7 separate regions of the Mus musculus genome follow, and regions 2, 3, 4, 5, 6 and 7 are each linked to region 1. The links are chromatin contacts, called in public Micro-C and promoter capture Hi-C maps. All regions are on one chromosome and are shown on one strand. Each heading gives the region's core, a stretch centred on a gene start, on an enhancer-like site or on the middle of the called end of the contact. The rest is flanking DNA. Distances are from core to core; before and after follow the strand shown.

Region 1 (2,703 bases), core at 83-2,582:
GTGGGTACATGTAAAGGCTGATCCAGTTTTATTTTGTTCCAAGTGCCTGTGACTCATACTGTCACTCACTTCCAATAGGATCCCCGAAGCTTCTAAGTTAAACACAGAATGGAGGGGTAGGAGCCAACACCTAAGTGGTGCTAAGATGTCAGACAGACAGGCTCTGCAGAACTCCACAACGGATGTGGTCAGAGGTGCGGCCGGCAAGTAGTATCTACGAGACCCTGTTTAAGCCCAAGCAAACGTTCTAAACAGCCAGCCTGCCTGCCTGCCTGTGTGCCTTCTAAACCCAATTCACACAAGGACGATTAATGACTGCATCTGCCCCAACAATTGGGAAGAGAAGGAGATTCAGAAGCCCAGTTCCCAAGCCACAGTGAAACTGCGTTCACACCGCGATGCTCCAGACCCAGCGGACATTTCCTGTAACCAACCAGACCCTCTTTACAGTTCTGTGTCCCTCCAAAAAGAAAAGGGACTTTTGGTGTCAGCACTCAGACTACCATCAAGTGCCCGAGTTTACAAATGAGTCAACCGCAAATTTCCTTAGCTCGAATGAGGTGCTGGGGGATGGGGGGGTCCAACGGCCCACCTGAACGGAATCCCTCCCTGGCCATCCGGCATTCACGCTACAATCTTAGGTTTCTTAAAGTATCCTCTCTGAAGAGGCAACTTACATTTGCAGCATGATTTGATTCAAAAAGATGCCGTCCACTAAATCCATGTACAGAGTCAAGTTGTCCTGGTGGCCGCTTCCAAACGATCCAAAAGTTTTCACCTGCGGGGAGGCAAAAGCATGTTGGTCTGACGCTGGGGGACAAGGCAGGCCAGGGAGGTCACCAACCACCGTGGTACTCTTCGCAGGCAGCAAGCCTACCCTTCCCGAACCGCGGTCCTTTCCCGCCTCCGGACAGGACTTCTGGCTAACTTTTCTCCAGCGTCCCAGAACGCGAGGAAAATAGAGAAATAAATAAAAAGGACTTTTCAACAAAATCCTCACGTCTCAGACGCACAGGAAGGCAGCACGCTCAGCCCGCCGGTCCACGGTCCCACTCTGCGCCCCTACCGCGGGTCTCTGAGCTTCAGGAGGGGTCACCCCCCTTCCCCGCCCCCACGGCCGCCGGGAACAGGTGCGCGTTCCCGAGTGGGAAGCCGTGGGGACGCCCACCCGACACGGAGCCTCCCGGTCCCCGGTGCCGCTCCGAGCGCTCACCCAGGTCACCAGAGGGCTCTGCAGAAACAGCTCAACGAGCTGCGACACCGTCACGTCCATGCTGAGCCGCGGCCGCGCCGCACAAAGCGGCTCCGGCAGCCGGCGGCGGGCGCGGGAGACAAAGGCGGGGCGCGAGCCCACGGTGCGCGGCTGCGGCCCCGCCCGCCCGGGGAGAGCGAGAGGTGGGGGCGAGGAGGGGGAGGGAGGGGCGACGCGGTCCCTCCTCGGTCGCCCGGTGCCCTGCGCAGCCTAGCGGAGAGGAGCCGCACCGGGCCGGGTGCGCGTTGGGGGAGCGGGGACGGGAGTGGGGCGGGGCCTCAGCACGTGGCGGCCCGAGTGCGCGGGCAGGTGCAGCCTGCGCGCGCAGACCTGGGCCCGAGAGGAAGAGGCTTGGTGTAAGCCTCAGACTGCAGGGTTGCGCATCAGTGCATCTGCTTTGCCGACTCCCCGGCTTCTCCCTTCCTGAAGTTCCTTCAGGATGGATGCTGGCGGTGTGGCCGCCCCACGCGTGTGCGCCCCTGCTATGGCTCTACCCTCCCTCCACCATAGCACGCCGTGCGGGAGAGCCCGTCCCGGCCGCAGTGCGCAGCGGCAGCTTTGAGCCTGGGCTCCCAGCGCGATGGACGCCGTGCCCCCTGCTGGCGGGGGCTGTGTGCTTGGAGGCCTGCAGCCCCACGTTCTCACCACTTCCTGGTAATAACTTCGCTCCCCGAGCTGGGCCATTGTTGCATGTACTCTTGTCTTGACGAGTTTAATCCTCACTGCGATGCGGGAATGTTAACCCGAAGCCCCTGGCACACTCCTAGGGAGAACACACCAGGTACTCAATGACTACCCTTTGGCTAGTCATTTTGCAGCGTAGCTTTTTCACGTATTAGGGATGTGACATCTGCTGATGACATGTGGTATTACAGTTCTGCCTGGTTGGAAAGCCTGTTAATAAATAGACTGTAGCCCCCAGTATACTGGCAAGGTTCCAAGAAATGTGGAAGTCAGAATAACAAATAAAGGGTGGAGGTGGGGGGGCTTCTGCAATGAAGAGCATTTGCTTCTATTCCAGAGGGCCTGGGCTTGTTTTCCGGCACTGACAGGATGGTTCGCAACTATCATTAAGTTGAATTTCAAGGCCTCTGAGGGCACCAGACATACATATGGTATACATTCATAAAGGCAGAACACTAAAACTCATAAAAAGTAAAACAAATCTTACCCAAAAAAGTGGGGTGGGAATGATGGTACAGCTTTGTAACCCCAGTACTGGGGAGATGGAGGCAAAAGGATCTTCAAGTTATCCTTGTCTACATAACAACTTCAGAGCTAGCCTGGGCTCAATGACATCCTGTCTCAGGCCATGGCAGTCAGTTCTGGTTCCTGTAATCACAGAATTTGGTGGGGCTGAACCAGGAGGGCCTTGAGTTCCAGGCTAGCCTGGGCTACATAATGAAGTTGATGACTGCATGTGGTGGATAGGTAGCATAGGCTACCCTGTT
Region 2 (2,703 bases), core at 64-2,563, 970 kb after region 1:
TTTTGTAGACCAGGCTGGCCTTGAACTCAAAGAGATCTGCCTGCCTCCTCTTCCCAAGTACTGGGATAGAAGGGTATATACCACTGCGCTCAGCAAGCAACCAATCTTCTGACCCACGCACATTCCACACACACTGTTCAGTGCACTGCTTATCCTTAGCAGTTCTGCCTGTAGGAGAATCGCATGATTTACCCTGGCTGGCTCCTTGTCCTCTCAGTCTGTTTAAAGGGCCTCAGCTACAACTATCTAGTTGGTACAACTTTGTATTATTTTTGTTAGTTTTTATTACCAAGTATTCTTTATTGTTGTCTTTTGCCACCAAATTGAATAAAGTTCCAGAAGAAGAGGAAATTTTTTCATATTCTGAGTGGCCAGACTAGTGCCTAATATCCTAATCTGCTGGTTACCATCACAATGACAAAGGCTGAGTTCCTACCAGGCCAGGTCACTGACACACCAGCGTTTACTATGGAGTCTGACTTTTCATGAACACACAGTGTCTGAGAAACCTAAGCCTTGATCATTTAGAAGAAGAAACCCAGTAATCTTAAAATAGTAATGTTAAAACAATTAACAGACTGGAAGTTTAGGATTAAGGAATTAGGCTAGATTAGGAAAAAAGCATAATTTGGAATGATATAGTGCAAGTGTAGAAGCAATATATCTTAGGGCCGATTTTCTGGAAGCTTTATTAATACAGCAGTTATTTCAGATATCTGAACTGGAATATAAAACAGACGTATGTATGTATGTATGTATGTATGTATGTATGTAGATGGGGTCTTGTTACATAGTTAGTTCATCCTGGCCAGAAACTCTAAATTCTTCCCCCTAAGACTCCTGAGTTCTGAGATTACAGGTTTGAACCAACCAGGAGGCCAAGACAAACTTTTTTTTTTTTTTTTTTTTTAAACAAGAGGTACAAGTTAAATCAAGGAATTAAATACTTATTTAAAATTTGTGGGCAAGGTATCTATGTGAGTTGCTAACATTTTATAATTTTAAATCATGTTTCAAGTAAGCTACTAGCCAAATGTGAGATGCCACATTTGTGAGCATTTGTCACTTAATTTGGAATTAATTTTTAATTTTTATTTTGAAATAGTTTCAAATTTAACCAAAAGTTGCAAAAAAATAGCGTGAATGTTTCAACTACCCAATTGTCAGGGTTTTAGCTGGATTTGCTGTATCACATCTTTATCACACAAGCAGAGCATTACACACACATTTTGAAAGAAATAGCAGTTATTCTAGCCTTGCCTTACCTTGGATAGTACTACAGTGTATGATGTGGAAACAGGAGCCACAGAAAAAAGGAGATAAACTCTGACCCTGCCAACTCTAGCCGGTTGGTACAACAGTGTCCTTTTAAGTCACGTGTTCCAGTTTTGTCCAAGAGTGCCCAGGAGTACATGTTGCATTGATTCCTTGTGAATTGACATTGAAAAATTGCTAATAATTTTTAGGTTAGCATGCAAAGTGGTGAGTTTCATTATAGCATTTTCATCTACACATGAGCTGCTGTGCTTTGCTCTCCCCCCTGCCCACACTCGCTCCCTTCCTTCCTCAAAATAGTTCCTCTTTCTGCTCTTACCAAGCTTATCCCATTACTGTCTCTACTTCTCCCTTCATATCTCTTCTGCCTTTCCCATGATCCCCTTTCTAGTTCATGATCTCCCAACATATACACACACACACACACACACACACACAAATTAAAATCTAGGCTCTGTTTGCATTAACTGTTTTCTTATTCTTTTATATATGTGGATGCTTTGCCTGCTTATATGTCTGCACCACGTGCATGTCTCGTGCCCATGGAGGCCTGAAGAGGGTATGCCTCCAGACAGTTGTGTACTGCTATGTGTATTCCAAGAATTGTAGCCAGATCATCTGGAAGAGCAGTCAGTCCTCAACCTCTGAGCCCCTTGGTCTCTTTATGTTTTTAAATCGTTATGTATATACACGTGTATATACACATGGTGCACTCATGGAAGTCCAAGGACAGCTTTCTGGAGTTGGTTCTCTCCTTGCACAGTGGGTTCTAGGGTTGGAGCTTAGGTTACGGGGCCTTCATGGCAGTGAAGTGTTTTCCTCACTGAGCCATCTCGCCAGCCCCAAGGATTCTCTAGTTTTCAAGGTACTCTGATGATAAAAACTGCTAATTCAGTTGTTGCATGTTGATGAATTTGCCCAGTTCTTATTATTTTAAATGTTACTACTATATACTTTTTAAAAACATCTCTTTTAGTAGATTGAATTCTAGAAATAGGAAGATCTATGTCATAAGACAAGCACAGTTTAATTTTTGTTAGCAAATTATCTTCTGACAGTTTGCTAATAATATCTGCTGGAAACACTGTAATGTACCTGTCTTAGTCAGGGTTTCTCTTCCTGCACAAACATCATGACCAAGAAGCAAGTTGGGGAGGAAAGGGTTTATTCAGCTTACAATTCCATACTGCTGTTTATCACCAAGGAAGTCAGGACTGGAACTCAAACAGGTCAGGAAGCAGGAACTGATGCAGAGGCCACGGAGGGATGTTCCTTACTGGCTTGCTTCCCCTGGCTTGCTCAGCCTGCTCTCTTATAGAACCAAGACTACCAGCCCAGAGATGGTCCCACCCACAAGGGGCCTTTCCCCTTTGATCACTAATTGAGAAAATGCCTTACAGTTGGATCTCATGGAGGCATTTCCTCAAC
Region 3 (2,703 bases), core at 79-2,578, 930 kb after region 1:
TATACAGTGTTCAAAATATAACATGTTTAAAATGGGTCTTATTCCAAAACCTTTGGAAAATTAATTACAAATGAATGTGGGGAGGGGGCCGGGAGGGGGAGCTCACTCAGTCATAGCACGTGGCCATCATCCCAGCCAGCTCTCAGGAGGCAGAGACAGGACGATGGGAGTCTGGAGCCAACTTGGGCTACAAGAAATCCTGTCACAAACTAACTTGTTCCAGTTCCAAAACACTCAAAATGTCTTCTTAAGAGCACTTCATTTAACAACGTCCTTAGATTCACATCATTTTTGTCTTTTTGTTGTGCGTGGATTTTAAACACTATGAGTCAATGCTCCTTTACAAGTGATAAAAACAAAGGCCTTTGCTCCCAACGAAATAATAGTCTCAACTAGCAACCCTCTCCAAACCTAAAATGATTATGAAACATGGTTGTCCGAGAAACACCCAAATGACTTGATAATTGTATGCGAACATAGACCAGTTTCTCAAGATGTCACAGCAATACTTTTAAGCGTAGTCACTTAGGAATTAAGGTGAGGAAGAGACTAAGCCAAATCACACAGTAGAACGATTCTAATCTATCCATAATACCTAAAAACAAAGCTGGCCTCCTGGTCCGGAAAAATGGGAGAACAACCCAAACATCCCCGTAATAAAAACTCTTATGACGACTTCCCTCCGGGGTTTCCTACTTTACTTCCGAAGTGTCAGGCCCTTTAATGGGAAAGCCACGGTCACAACTGCAGAAAGACGTGGGATGGATAATCAAGATCTAAATGCATGGAGCATTCCATTATAGAACTGAGTTGAGAGAGAAAGTTGGATCTGCCAGAGGACAGGTTAGGGGGCGTGGGTGGAGTTGGGAAGGGTCCGCCAGGTGCTGAAAAGGCGACTCGCTAGACTAGACCCTAAGAGAGAAGAGAGAAGAAACCCGAAAAGGTGTGGCAAGTGGACAAGGAACGCCCGCGCTAATCCTCCGGGTGAAGCCCCCCGAAATGCCCAGGCTACCCGCCCGGTCTTCTAGGGCGAGGGTGCCGGGAACGCATGCGGGAGGCTTCACGAGCGGAGCCATGGGGAGAAGGCAGGAAGCACCCCTCACCCAGCCAGGTCGGGATGGGGGCGCTCGGGCCCCGCCTGAGTTCCTGAAGCGGCGTCGCTGCTCCCCACGCCCGCCGCCGAGCCGAGGACGGCTCCCCACCGAACGCCCACACTCACTTTCTCGTGGAAGATGGACTCCATGTTTATTTGTCTGGAGCCAACGGCCCCGGCGCGGAGCAGCCCCCTCCAGCAGCTCCGCCCCCGGCCCCACCCCTCAGCCCCGGTCCGCCCCGCCCTAGCCACGTGCCTCTCGCCAACCAATCACTACTGCGGGCGCACGTCACGAGGCACGCGAACCCGGGAGCACGGGACACGTGACCTGGGCGGCGTTGGTCCTCCCCGCGGCAAGCGTGATGCTGCGGCGCCGCCTGCTGTGCGGAGGAACTTCTCTACGCGGGACAATCTTGTGATTCTAGGGTTCTAGAAGAGAATCCTCGCAGCCAAGTTTTAGGTTCTTTTTTTTCTTTTTTTTTTTTTTTTCCATCTCCACCTTCTTTGGTCCTTTCTCCTCATCTTTATGTGAGCAACTCCTCTCCCACTGAAGACTTCATTCCAGAAGAGGCATTCTCCACATACCTAATATTTGTGTAAAAACTATAGCTAATGTTTAGTTAGGACTGACTTAGAATAGTCCAGTTGTAAGCGCAATTTAATACGGCATTTTTTGATGTGTGTGTGTCTTTTGTAATATTATACAAATAAAGAAATGTAGGTACGAAGAAATTAGCACAGCACACTGTCCAACATAGTTGGCTGTTGGAATGAATATCAGGTCCTGGGGTAAATACGCCATCTCTGAAGGAGGAAGCGTTGGTGAGGAAGTGAAAAATCCAGCAAAATATTGAGTGGCTCGCGCAGGGGATGGGGGTGGGGAGGGGGGGATTGACAAAGATTAAGCGTTGTATTGGGCGTTGTATCTTGTATGGTGGAACCATTTTAGGTTCTTCAATGTAGCAAAGGCCCAGTCTCCTAAAGGCTCATTGTACCTGAAGGTAAGGAAGGCATATGTTGTGTTGGAGGACAGCTGCTCTATGCCAGCCTGTAGCCAGGGTTACATAGGAGGACCCTGTCCACCACCTCCCTACCGGGAAAAAAAAAAAAAAAAAAAAAGCTACAGGCGGTTAAAGATTTTTAAAACTAGAGACATGGGGTCAAATTAGGATTTTAGAGGATCACTGGGGAACAATACTTGAAAGGCATTTGGGGAGAAATGAAGAGACTCTGGTGGTCAGGACTCCAGTAGTGATTTGAGAATGGAGAGAGACCACTTTGAAGCTTTAGGAAACAGAAGACTTTGATGAGGGACTGGGGTGGGATGGGGGTATTGTTAGGAAAGACTTGTGGGTTTCTGCTCTAGGTACCATGTAAAGCAGAAGTGATACTCCAACCAGAAATACTTTACAGAATGAGTAGGGTCTTGGGAAGAGAAGAAAAGGCTTTTAATTTAGAAAATACTGAGCTTAAATATCTCTGCAACTAAAGGTACTTATGATGGTTTGTATATTCTTGGACCAGGGAGTGGCACCATTTGGAAGTGTGGCCTTGTTGGAATAGGTATGACCTGGCTGGAGTAGGTGTGTCACGGTGGGTGTGGGCTTAAG
Region 4 (2,703 bases), core at 119-2,618, 870 kb before region 1:
CCCTTGATCACTAACTGAGAAAATGCCTTACAGCTGGATCTCATGGAGGCCTTTCCTCAAGGGAGGCTCCATTCTCTGTGATAACTCCAGCTTGTGTCAAGTTGACACACAAAACCAGCCAGTACACCCCCTCTCTCAGAGAGAGAGAGAGAGAGAAGACAGAGAGAAAAGGAAGACAGAGAGAAAGAAGAGAGAGAAAGGAGAGAGAGAGAGAATTCTGACTTCTTTTGGATCCCTATAAGCAAACCAACCGTAAAGAAAGCTGAACAGTAACTCATAGTTAAATAATATATAGTTAATTTTCTTAACTATATTTTGTTTTGGTTTGGTCTTTTTTGAGATTAGGGTCTCTCTATGTTGTGGCCCAGGCTGTCCAAGAATTCACTACGTAGATCAAGCTGAGCTTGAATTCAGAGATCCACCTGCCTCTGCCTCCCAAGTGCTGAAATTAATGGTGTATGCCACCACTGCCAGCCCTTCAACTTGACCGTACACTTTCAGTATTAGATGTATTTTCTGCATTTACCTGCCATGGTTAACTTCATTATAGCTGACACTTGTCTTAGCATTTAAAATACGCACCCAGTTCTCTAATCCCATGCTTCTCTTCCACAGCCCCTTGAAGGTCCCTGAATTCTTATCTATACAAATCATATCCTCTTGAAGACCATTCCAAAATTCTGAACGTTTCATTTTTATGGTTGACTGTGGCTCATCTATGACATTTGTAGCATACTACCTTATACTGATTTGTTGCTGTTGTTACTTAGTTTCGTTCATGCAACAGGTTGCATTATCAATCCTGACACACTTATTGAATACGTCTATATTTTGGGCCTGTGTTTCTAATAAGTGTGCTACAATGAATAGACAGTCTCGGAATTTGTTGACGGTTACAATTTAGTAAGGAAAAATCAGAATTACGCCAACCACAATTGCAAGTATTTTAAGAGGGTTTCTTTTGCAATGGAGTTGTATCATTGCAGCTTCTAGGAGAATGAAGTCCAAAAATACGGTAATGTTAGCGCCAGACATCATCGTAGGCTTAGTTTCCCCTCCGCTTACTTGACCACCGTAGCGCCTGAAAGAGCCTCTGGCCCTACACTTCAGACAAGACCCAGAAGGCTTTGCAGCGCCGCGGAGAACTCTGGGATACAGGTGGATAAACAAAGCAAAGAAAAAAGGCCATGACCCAGGCCCGAAAATCTGCCATTAATTTAATGGATGTCTTTTTCGACTCTTTTGGGGTGCTTACCTTTCCTGAATGCCCCATCACCGGAGGCCTCACTTACGTCCGCAAAAGCCGGGAACAGCGCCATGATCACAGGCCGCACTACCACTCCTGCCTCAGAAATGGCGCCGTCTGGAGAGCTCTGGTTGGAGGACGGTGACTCGCGAGGCACTCTGGGAAATGTAGTTCTTCCTGCACTCTTTAAGGCTTAACTCCTGGGCAAGGCGGTGCGGAGACCCAAAGGGTAGAGAGGGGAGGAGGGAAGAGGGTGAGATTGAGGAAGAACAGTTTCCTTGTAGTTAGTGCCCTCCGGCTTCACTGAACAATGGACAAGCAGGAACCGGAAGAGGAAGTTGGGAGGGGGGAAGGTGTGGAAACTGGAATTCAGCTCCTCTGGTAAAAGCACATTGCCTCCTTTAAACTGGATCAAAGTAATCAAATTCTGTAAGATTCATTTTCCTCCTCTGCAAGATTGTGTGTGTGAGTGTATGTATACGTACACATATACATGTACAAATTGCAATTGTTTCACCCATAAGAAGCATTTAAAAGGTGGCTTTAAACTGGGTGTGGGGGCAAACCCCTTTTAAGTCCCAACACTCAGTGGTAGAGGCAAGTGGATCTCTGTGAGTTCGACACCAGCTGGTCTACATAGTAATTTCCATGAGAGTCAGAACTGTATAGAGACGATGTCTCAAAAAAAGCCAATAAAAAGAAAGAAAAGAAATGAAAAATTAGCTTCTATGTGAGATGTGACAAGTTCCACGGCAAAATGTAAGTGATCCAAATATAAGTTGTCATTTTAAATACCCTAGGAATACAGAAGAGTACAAAGTCCCAATAAGATAAAGGTCTTTGACAATAAATGCATATACTTACCTATAAAGTATTTTTGAGATTCCCCTACCAAAAAAAAAAAAAAGGTTGGGTGCAGGAGCCAATGAAATGGCTTAAATAATAAAGGTACTACCAAGCAAGCATGGATACCTGAGTTTCATCCAGGCTCCACAAAGTTGTCTTCTGACCTCCAAGTGCACAGGGCACCACAATAAAATAAAGTTTAGAAAAAAAAAAAAGCTAAACCCAGAGATGTGACTAATCATCTAAACAAAGGAATGGATGGAAACCTATCCAAGCAGCTCCGTGTACCATGTAAACTGTGTGTACCATGTAAACTGTGTGTGTCCAAAATAAATGTCCAAGTTTTCAGGTCCCTAAAAGTACTTGGAAAAAGGAGGCCAGTAGAATCCACTTGTCTTCAACTGTAAATCTCAAGTTCCGCCAAACCTGACAGGAAGTTATCTCAGTTGATTAAATCAATATCTGCATCAGGGCACGATGATGCTCACCTTTAATCTCAGCACTCTGGAGTCAGAGGCACTGGCACTCACTCTGTGAGTTTGAGGCCAGTCTGATCAACAAAGCAAGTTTCAGGACAGCCAGGGCTACACTGAGAAATCCTGTCTGTCTTA
Region 5 (2,703 bases), core at 68-2,567, 830 kb after region 1:
ATCTCAGTGTCTATGACCTAGAGGGGACTGATGGTCTCCACTAATAGCAAGTAAGGAAAAGACTAAGCACTAAGCCTTTGTTAGGGCGCCTGTTCACAACAGATGCACACTCCATTGGTCCCCTGCTGCCTAGTTCTAGGGCTACGTGAGACTCAGAGTTCCCATGCTAATCAACTCATATAATATCAAAACTCAGAACAATGTCTCAGAGTGAAGTTATCCCAGTGATGCCAACTCCCTTGCATTTATTACTATTTTGTTGTGTTCACTTGGGGTCTCCTGGGGGATCTAGGCTGAATTATTTAGGTTGTACCTGTGGGCCAGTGGTTCTTGTGGGCTTACTTTCTGAGTGTCCACATCACTGTCCCTGTTTTAACAGCATCTCTGTTGTTCCAGCTACTTCTATTTTGTGTTTTCTGATCTCCATTTTGTGATACATGGTATATATTTCTTAATTTCTTAACAGAGGTGTTACTGCTATGGCAACAGAGACATCTCAGCCAATGCATTCCTAGGTTCTTACCACCTACCCAATCTCTCTAAATCATTACTAATTACACAGCCCCAGAAAAGCTTCAAGCCCCTGGCTATACCTAAACAAGAATTAGATTTAATGATGCCATTAGACCCACCCTATCATTGAGGTTCAGTTGATAATGAGTAGAGGCATCAGCTTTAAAGAACGGACAGAACTGGGAAACTTTACAAGCACCAAACCCAAGTGTACTGAGTGCCTGGGGATAAGGCCATGCACAACTTAGCCACTGAGTGTAACTTCACAGAGTTACCCAGTACCTCACCTGAGAATGTGCCCTCTCTAGCCTGTTGGATATCAGCTGTACCATGAACTATCATCAAGAAGACAAAACCATAAAAACTGGATCAGTCAAATCAGCCCCCTTGATCAATAGGTGACAGGCAACACAAAGTCACAGCTCACTATCCAGGAGAGCTGACTGGACAGCCAGGCTCTCCGAATGACTCTCATTCCATTAGATTCAGATGCAAATTGAAGCAATTGAAGTCCAACAACCTTGCCTCACTCAGCTGTGCCAAGGTAGAGCAGAAGAGCACACCAGAGTCAACAGAAGCACGGTAAGAGAGAACAAAGAAAAAAGACCTACTTTGCTTTTTAAGTTCTTCAATTTGCTCTTCTTTTAAATCTAACTGTTCTGTAAGTCTTGATGCTGAATCCAGTGCAGCATTTGCTTCATCCAAACGTTCCTGGGGGAGGAAAGCTTATTAAAAACAGTGTGCAAAGTGTCCTGCCAACTACTGGGCTGGGAGGTGCTTCAGAATCAATCAATAGCTCAGCCAGTGGCGAAGCTGCACCTCAGTGGCCATGGGCAACCTACTGACCTCATAACCCTTTACAATGGATCCATGCCCTTTTACAGAAACTAAATAAAGATGCTATAGGCCAGGCTTGGTGGCGCACGCCTTTACTCCCAGCACTCGGGAGGCAGAGGCAGGCGGATTTCTAAGTTCGAGGCCGGCCTGGTCTACAAAGTGAGTTCCAGGACAGCCAGGGCTATACAGAGAAACCCTGTCTCAAAAAAAAAAAAAAAAGATGCTACTAAAAGATAACAATTTTTTAAGTAACAGTAACAAGATAAACCATTTAAAAGATATATACAGTCAACAAATTCAGTAACAAATGGTTTTGTTCTTTTAAATTTTTGTAAGCTAACACATAAGCAAATCCCCCACTTGTTAAATGAAGCCCACCATCAACAAGAATGCACAGGAACTCTCAGCAGCATCAGGCACATGATCACAAGAACAAGTATGGCCCTGACACTGGTATGGATAACTCAGTGTACTCAGAGCTTGTGTATCTCTACCTCACTGTCTCACCATCAGTTTGTGCAAGTGCCTTATACAAGACAGAAACCCTTTGTTCTCTGGGCAATGAAAATGAGGTCTCAAATTGGTCTACTGGCTACTAGCCTTTTAACCCCTTTGTAGGGACACAGGCTCTCCTTTACTCTTTTTTTTTTTTTTTTTTTTTTTTTTTAAAGATTTATTTATTTATTATATGTAAGTACACTGTAGCTGTCTTCAGACACTCCAGAAGAGGGTGTCAGATCTTGTTACGGATGGTTGTGAGCCCCCATGTGGTTGCTGGGATTTGAACTTTGGACCTTCAGAAGAGCAGTCGGGTGCTCTTACCCACTGAGCCATCTCACCAGCCCTCTCCTTTACTCTTATAGTTTGAGTTTAATGGAGATTAAAATCCACCTTACTTCTAGACTGCACAGATAGTCAAGAGTTTATTGTAAAATATTTTGTTCTCCCTGTTTAAATTTGCAATACAGTATTTCTCAATAAATTACAATTTTTTTTTTTTTTTTTTTTTTTTGGTTTTTTGAGACAGGGTTTCTCTGTATAGCCCTGGCTGTCCTGGAACTCACGTTTATAGACCAGGCTGGCCTCGAACTCAGAAATCCACCTGCCTCTGCCTCCCGAGTGCTGGGATTAAAGGCATGTGCCACCACGTCCAACAATAAATATACTTTTGATAATCCCTAGCCTACTAAATGTCAGAAGAACTACCCTGTCATCGCACCATCAAAACCACTCTCATAGTTGACTGATTTCCAGAGTAGTTGTACTAGTCTGCACTCCCACCAGCAATGGAGAAGTATTCCTTTTGCTCCACATCCTTGCAATCATGTGCTGTCACTTGAAGGGTGTTTTTTT
Region 6 (2,703 bases), core at 86-2,585, 830 kb before region 1:
GCAGTACCCTTGGGGGGGGGGGGCTGCCTGCTACAGCTTCTCCTTAAACAGCAGGTTAACCCTTTCTGTAGCATTCTAGGAAGAACAAATTGAAGCGCAGTCCCACAGCTGCTGACATACTGTCTGAGGTGATCCTAAGAAGTCCTCTGGCGTTTGCAATGTTCAGGGACATTTTTGAATCTTTTAAAACACCTATCTGCAAACTTTGACAAAGCCAGAAAAGAAAGGTAACTAGTCTTTCCAGAGAGGAGCATGCTAATCACACATTTTGCCACAATTTCTGAAAGAAGAAACAACCTGCAGCTTGTCCTGGCCTTGCAAACAAAAGATCAAATTCTGCGCTTTGTCTTGGCAAGAAACGAAACTGCAGCATTTTGTTAAGATTTTCTTCTTCTTCTTTTAAGTTCCAGGCTCCAAACTAAGACCTGAAACAGTTTTTGGTCGTCCCTGTCCCCACCCCCACCCTAGTTTACAGAAGAACAAAGAATAGTAAATTTAAAGGTTAAAACATTATTTAAGGACTATAATTAAGATTGTAATTAAGATAGTGGAGCACCCTACTAGAATCAATTGGCTGCACAAGTTCCAGCTGTAATCAGAGTGATCCTGTGTATCTTTCCCCTTCTTTGTATATATCAATTTATGAATTTCCAGGACCAGGACAATTAGGAAAAACTCAAAAGCGTGGGCTCTGAGGGCGACATAAGCCGCTCACTACGTTAATTTTGGAAGCAGGCCTAATAGAATTTGCCACAGGAAATAAGGAACAAACCTAGCAAGGGACAACTCTTCAAGCATCTTTAAAATTTTAGTAGGTATGTAAAAACACGAAAACTAGACTGGTTGAGCGTGTCAACACCACACAGACCTAGCAACTGAGCTTCTAACTGTGCCTCGGACAGTTCTCCAAAATGAGAAAAGTAACATTATCTGACCAATTTCTTCCCCAAGGCCAACCACCGTGTCCTCAACACAGTCCTCTCGCCTCTACAGCTAAGGTTGGATTCCGCCTCCCCGCGGCTGTCCTCAGCCCCTAGATCTCCTCCAGGTCCTCCCCTGTGGGGGACCCAGGATTGGTGGCTCTGCAACCTCGAAGCCACCAGGAGTGGTGGGAGGGGGGACACACAGGTGAAGTGGGGCTGAGTGACGGACACGCGCCTGGAAGCCCGGGACGGCCCCCCAGATTTCGCTACGCAGGCATTCCAGCTCTAGAGGACTCTTGCAGCAACAGACCAGCACCCTCGCTCAGGTCTCCGACTCCCCAGTGACCCCTGCCCGCGTAATGGGCCCGCCGCGCCGGGCGCGCCTGGGGGGCGGAGCCTTGCGGTGAGGTCCGGCTGCCGCAGCGCCGCCCTGCGCGAGGCGGTACTGCCGCGGCGGAGGGATACCGCGCACCGTATATATATCGCGGCACACAGGCTCGCGCTACGGCAGTGGTGCTGGGAGTCTCGTGTCCGTGGTGCCGTTACTCGAAGTCGGGCGGCGGCTGAGGCTCAGCGCACAACGCAGGTAGCGCGTTAGCAGCAGCAGAAGCGGAGGCACCTCGGCGGTCACAGCCCCTGCGCTGGTGCAGCCACCCTCGCCTGCTCCGTTCTTCCTTCCTTCGCTCGCACCATGGTAGGTTGGGATCGGCAGTGGCAGACGTAGCAGCTGCCCGAGCTTTCTGAACAGATTTGTAGTTGAGTCTTGGGGTCTCCCCCTTTTCCTGGTTGAGGTTACCCCCTACCCCATTTTGCCAGGTGTTACGCAGCAGCTGCAGTGAAAGGGGATGTATTTTCGGGTTTGCATCTCCGCTCTGGCTGCCAGAGAACCTCCTCTGAGTTTTGGGCGCCTCTGGGGCTGGACTCTACAGTGGGCTGTGCGCGGGCTGGAGCCGCTGCCACAGCTGCACCGGGGCCTTCCGCATCCACCCCCTCCGCCAGCCCCGCACCCACTGCATCCAACGCGCCGCACCCGGGCTGCCTGCAGCGCAGCGCCTCGGCCGGGGCCAGCGGGGCGGGGGAGCCGGGCGGGGCAGGCCGCGACGTCCCGGTAGTCAGTCCCCGACCGCGGAGAATGAATGGGTCGCGGCGAGCCGGGAGACGTACAGGGCTTGGACCGCGGCCTCGGGGTGTCCTCAGCCACCTTCAGACCCCCTGACCAGCCCAGTCGGGAGTCCCCCCTCGCTTGCGGTCCCCTCCTTCCTCCCGGGGGGCGCGGCGCGGGCGTGAGCTGGGAAGGAAGGAGCCGGGGAAGGGTGGGGTTGGGGGCAGGAAGGCGAAGGCTGGGGGGCGGAGAGGGCGGAAGCGGCCGCCCTGCGCCCGGGCGGGGCCCCGCAGGGTGGCCGCGCGCGTGGCTGGGCCGTGCGACCTCGGTCCCCCTCCCGGTGCCGCGCGAGACGGGCGCGATCGCTCGTGTCCGCGGGGAGGCCCCTTCCCGCGGGAGGTGCTCGGCTCGCGCTAATTGGGGCGGCAGGGCGGGGGAGGAGAGAGTTGGCGCGCTCCTCGGTTTCCATTAGAGACGCAAAGTTTCTGCTGGGGAGGAGGCGGCGGCAGGCTCAGTGCCTGGGGGAGCAGGAGCGGTGGGAGGTGCTGGAGATAGGCAGCACCACGGTCCTGGGGCCCCTTTGGGTCTTCACCCTAGTGCGGCCCCTCGCCCGGCATGCCCCTTGTCTCTCGCTGCTCCCTGGGCGGCAGGGAGATGCCCATCTGTACGTTTCCGCTT
Region 7 (2,703 bases), core at 61-2,560, 790 kb after region 1:
ATCATACCAAAATTGAAGTATAATTAATACTGGGGAGGAGAAACTGTCTCAACCCTTTTCTTTTGAATCTGGGTCCACCATCCAAAAGAGGAGGAGGAGGAGGAGGAGGAGGAGGAGGAGGAGGAGGAGGAGGAGGACAGACCCTCCAACTGTCTGTCAGTGACAGACATTGCTGGTCAGAGATGTGGGATGGTAATATTAACTATGGCTTACCATAATGAGGCTCGGTTTGTATTCGCATGCATGCACCCCTCCCACATGCAAACACACACAGAGAAAGTGTGTAGATCTATGCAGGGCAGCTATATTTTCAAGAGACACTGGAGAAAGGGAGAACAGATGTCATCCTTAAACTTCCTCAAGGCTCAAGGATTACTTGACTGGAATTGCAATTTCCGCAAAGAACAGCAAAACATTTGCTTACATGCGTCTCTGTCTGCAGAGTCCACTGTGCATTGGCTCGAAACTTCTAGGTCCCATTCCCTCTGTAAATCACACACATAGAGCAAACGCAGACAGAAGTGTTCGGAGACTTCTGCTTGTCTCACAGCCGTTGCAGCAAAGCAATTGCTGGTGCCGTAGTCAGCAGTCTCCCAAATTTAAAAAACATGTAGTGTGATAGTTTATAAACTGCGCACAACGTTGCTGCCCTTTCCAAAAAGAAAGAGAAATGACCTAGAGAGGTTGTCTGCTGCCTCTCTCGAGATGCTGACTCCTGACGCTGTTAGAAAAATCCCCACTCCCAAACGAAGACTTTGAGATGGGCGCAGCTTTTTGTAATTAACAGGGTCATTGCATCACTAGCTAAAAGTCTTTTCCAGTGCCCTGACACAGGCGGAATCTCAGCCATAGCTATTTTCCACCCATCAGGTCTGGAGTTAGGTTTCTCAAGCCTGGAGACAGTTCCTGGCGCCTTCCAACCTACCTTTTTAATCCTGGCATATCCAAGATGCGCGGGAGGAGAAGCGACGCGAGGAAGGCAGGCTCTGCGGTGGGACTGGGGCGGCTTGGTTCCGGAGGGGCCGAGCGGGCAGCGCGGAGGGCCGGGACAGTGCCGGGTGCTGGGAGCCACTGCAGAGCCCTCGCCGCCGGCACCTGGTTTCGCTTAACCCCCTTCAGTAATTCAGCATTAAGCCAATTGGAGGAGGAATGTTAAAAATGAACACTTCATTTTCTAAGTATGTTAAACAATGCAAATGGGGCCTCGGTCTGGACACAGCTGGTTCAGATTACAGCGCTCACCAACTGGCTAGACTCCTCACAACAATCTTGGGGCGTCTGCCAGGGCCAAGTGCTCGGCGCTGGGAGGGGAGCCCGTCAGAGCGCGGGGCTGGGGGGCGCCCGGCCTCCCCAGGGCGGAGCGGGGCGCGTGCGAGGGGGCGTGTCATCAGGCTCTGTGGCAGCACGAACTTGAACTCACACCAAGGCGGCTTCACGGACGAAAGACGCGTGAGCAATTGGGAACCCGAGGCTTAAATCACGGGCTGGAACAAGCGTGGTACCCCTAAGCTGGGATGTGGGGGTAAGGGCGGACCAGGAAGAGCAAGCAATGGCTGAGAACTCTCCTTGGCCGCCCTCACCTCGTTATCCTTAGCTTGTTGTTGTTGTTGCTGCTGCTGTTGCTGTTTCTGGCCTTCAAAGTAGAAAGGTGATTTGTAAAAGTCAACAGCGAAAAGCCTAAAGAATGGTGGGCTACACTTGGGCCCTGGAAGCCCCGCCCCACTCCCTTTCGTTTCATAGCTCTGGAACCCTCTATCAAGTGCAAAAGTGCCAAAGACACTGCTCTCCAAAAGACACGACGACCAGACTGCTACACCGCAAGACCTTCCTTGCCTGAACCTTCTCTTGGACCCTCAACTGCCCGACCTACAGTTCAGAAAGCAAAGGGGCAGAGTCCCCCCCCCCCCCATATGCCTCTGTACAGTAGAAACTGGTTCAGTTTCCTTGGAGGTGGGAATAAAAGGGGTCGAGTGACTTCCCCACTGCCTCATGGCTCTCAGAGATGCCAGCGAGTCTCTGAAGCCTACATCCTATTCTTTTCTAACACTGTTTTAAGGAAACGGACTCTTACTCTAAAATCTCGTTAGACTGAACTAGAGCAGCCAGACTGCTGTTGATTCCGCTGAAGCTCAGAGGTCAACTGACCTGATTTATTTACTATGGGCGTATGAAATGGCTAAGAATAAACTACATTTAGGTTCATCTCCTTCATGAGATAGTACCTCCCGTCCATTGTTCTAGTAGCTAGGATTATAAAAACCCTTCAAGTCCACCAGTTCTGCACTAAAGGGGCGAAATAAAGAGAATTTCAGATTGGGAAATAAATGAGAGTAACCCATCAAAATAGCTAGACCTCTAAGTGTGCACCCTGGCCTGCTGCTCTGTCTAAAGCTCAAAGTCGGCAGTGACTGGGAGGGAGTACAAAAGAACCTCTCAAGTACCTGATGTAATTTCTGGCCAAGGCACTTCGTACAGTAAGGAACATAGACTTGAGTTTCATGATGTTGTGCTATAACATGTTTTAAAATGCTGAAGAGGCTCCTCACACACTGATATTGCAGGCTTTCTAATATACTTTATAGTTCTAATAGAATCTTGGTAGTCACATAGACCAATTTTATTAGATTAATATAAAAACTATGATTGTAGGGGCTGGAGAGATGGCTAAGAGCATTGGCTGCTCTTGCTGAGGACCTGGGTTCA

The links. Promoter capture Hi-C pulls out the DNA fragments that hold promoters and counts their contacts. A called contact is a pair of places that touch in the nucleus more often than the background predicts.
Region 2: a promoter capture Hi-C map of hematopoietic stem and progenitor cells shows a contact between it and region 1, with 6 times the contacts expected there. The contact joins the enhancer-like site here to the promoter of Ccdc88c in region 1. A contact is called at or near these places in 5 of 39 promoter capture datasets (hematopoietic stem and progenitor cells, liver, pre-B cells and 1 more) and 1 of 115 datasets of contacts at active chromatin or transcription factors (embryonic forebrain).
Region 3: a promoter capture Hi-C map of embryonic stem cells shows a contact between it and region 1, with 3 times the contacts expected there. The contact joins the promoter of Atxn3 here to the promoter of Ccdc88c in region 1. A contact is called at or near these places in 12 of 39 promoter capture datasets (the 3T3-L1 cell line, 3T3-L1-derived adipocytes, the C10 cell line and 9 more), 2 of 484 Hi-C or Micro-C datasets (B cells and the N1E-115 cell line) and 6 of 115 datasets of contacts at active chromatin or transcription factors (astrocytes, embryonic stem cells, fetal liver and 2 more).
Region 4: a promoter capture Hi-C map of embryonic stem cells shows a contact between it and region 1, with 4 times the contacts expected there. The contact joins the promoter of Nrde2 here to the promoter of Ccdc88c in region 1. A contact is called at or near these places in 11 of 39 promoter capture datasets (the 3T3-L1 cell line, the C10 cell line, HPC-7-derived erythroid cells and 7 more), 2 of 484 Hi-C or Micro-C datasets (the G1E-ER4 cell line and embryonic stem cells), 3 of 115 datasets of contacts at active chromatin or transcription factors (acute myeloid leukemia, embryonic stem cells and large pre-B cells) and 2 of 9 other capture datasets (adipose tissue and embryonic stem cells).
Region 5: a contact with region 1 is called in a Micro-C map of embryonic stem cells, with 5 times the contacts expected there. The contact joins the enhancer-like site here to the promoter of Ccdc88c in region 1. A contact is called at or near these places in 9 of 39 promoter capture datasets (the 3T3-L1 cell line, 3T3-L1-derived adipocytes, the C10 cell line and 6 more), 1 of 484 Hi-C or Micro-C datasets (embryonic stem cells) and 1 of 115 datasets of contacts at active chromatin or transcription factors (stem cell-derived neural progenitor cells).
Region 6: a contact with region 1 is called in a Micro-C map of the G1E-ER4 cell line, with 3 times the contacts expected there. The contact joins the promoter of Calm1 here to the promoter of Ccdc88c in region 1. A contact is called at or near these places in 4 of 39 promoter capture datasets (the C10 cell line, embryonic stem cells, liver and 1 more), 4 of 484 Hi-C or Micro-C datasets (the G1E-ER4 cell line and embryonic stem cells), 4 of 115 datasets of contacts at active chromatin or transcription factors (embryonic stem cells, large pre-B cells, memory CD8 T cells and 1 more) and 1 of 9 other capture datasets (pancreatic islet).
Region 7: a promoter capture Hi-C map of liver shows a contact between it and region 1, with 7 times the contacts expected there. The contact joins the promoter of Fbln5 here to the promoter of Ccdc88c in region 1. A contact is called at or near these places in 8 of 39 promoter capture datasets (the 3T3-L1 cell line, 3T3-L1-derived adipocytes, cranial neural crest and 4 more), 1 of 484 Hi-C or Micro-C datasets (embryonic stem cells) and 2 of 115 datasets of contacts at active chromatin or transcription factors (embryonic stem cells and fibro-adipogenic progenitors).

Annotation. Positions count from the first base shown.
Region 1 is chr12:101,027,559-101,030,261 of GRCm38.p6, forward strand. It overlaps Ccdc88c (coiled-coil domain containing 88C), which reads right to left and starts at 1,333. Exons shown (of 30, transcript NM_026681.5): 1 at 1,214-1,333; 2 at 678-778. The coding sequence starts at 1,273.
Region 2 is chr12:101,993,463-101,996,165 of GRCm38.p6, forward strand. The region is part of intron 8 of Cpsf2 (cleavage and polyadenylation specific factor 2); the gene reads left to right. Among named protein-coding and RNA genes, the nearest start is that of Cpsf2, 19 kb to the left of the region's middle. Within about 2 kb of position 1,314, at least 56 of the 459 cell types and tissues checked have an H3K27ac peak or open chromatin away from gene starts, as enhancers often do. A contact at or near this core is called in hematopoietic stem and progenitor cells, where this site is marked.
Region 3 is chr12:101,956,915-101,959,617 of GRCm38.p6, forward strand. It overlaps Atxn3 (ataxin 3), which reads right to left and starts at 1,329. Exons shown (of 11, transcript NM_029705.3): 1 at 1,220-1,329. The coding sequence starts at 1,243.
Region 4 is chr12:100,158,285-100,160,987 of GRCm38.p6, forward strand. Nrde2 (nrde-2 necessary for RNA interference, domain containing) reads right to left here and starts at 1,369. Exons shown (of 14, transcript NM_001290303.1): 1 at 1,256-1,369. The coding sequence starts at 1,319.
Region 5 is chr12:101,861,469-101,864,171 of GRCm38.p6, forward strand. It overlaps Trip11 (thyroid hormone receptor interactor 11), which reads right to left. Exons shown (of 21, transcript NM_028446.1): 16 at 1,125-1,224. Among named protein-coding and RNA genes, the nearest start is that of Fbln5, 44 kb to the left of the region's middle. Within about 2 kb of position 1,318, at least 6 of the 459 cell types and tissues checked have an H3K27ac peak or open chromatin away from gene starts, as enhancers often do. A contact at or near this core is called in embryonic stem cells, where this site is marked.
Region 6 is chr12:100,198,100-100,200,802 of GRCm38.p6, forward strand. Calm1 (calmodulin 1) reads left to right here and starts at 1,336. Exons shown (of 6, transcript NM_009790.5): 1 at 1,336-1,617. The coding sequence starts at 1,615.
Region 7 is chr12:101,817,809-101,820,511 of GRCm38.p6, forward strand. It overlaps Fbln5 (fibulin 5), which reads right to left and starts at 1,311. Exons shown (of 11, transcript NM_011812.4): 1 at 926-1,311. The coding sequence starts at 942.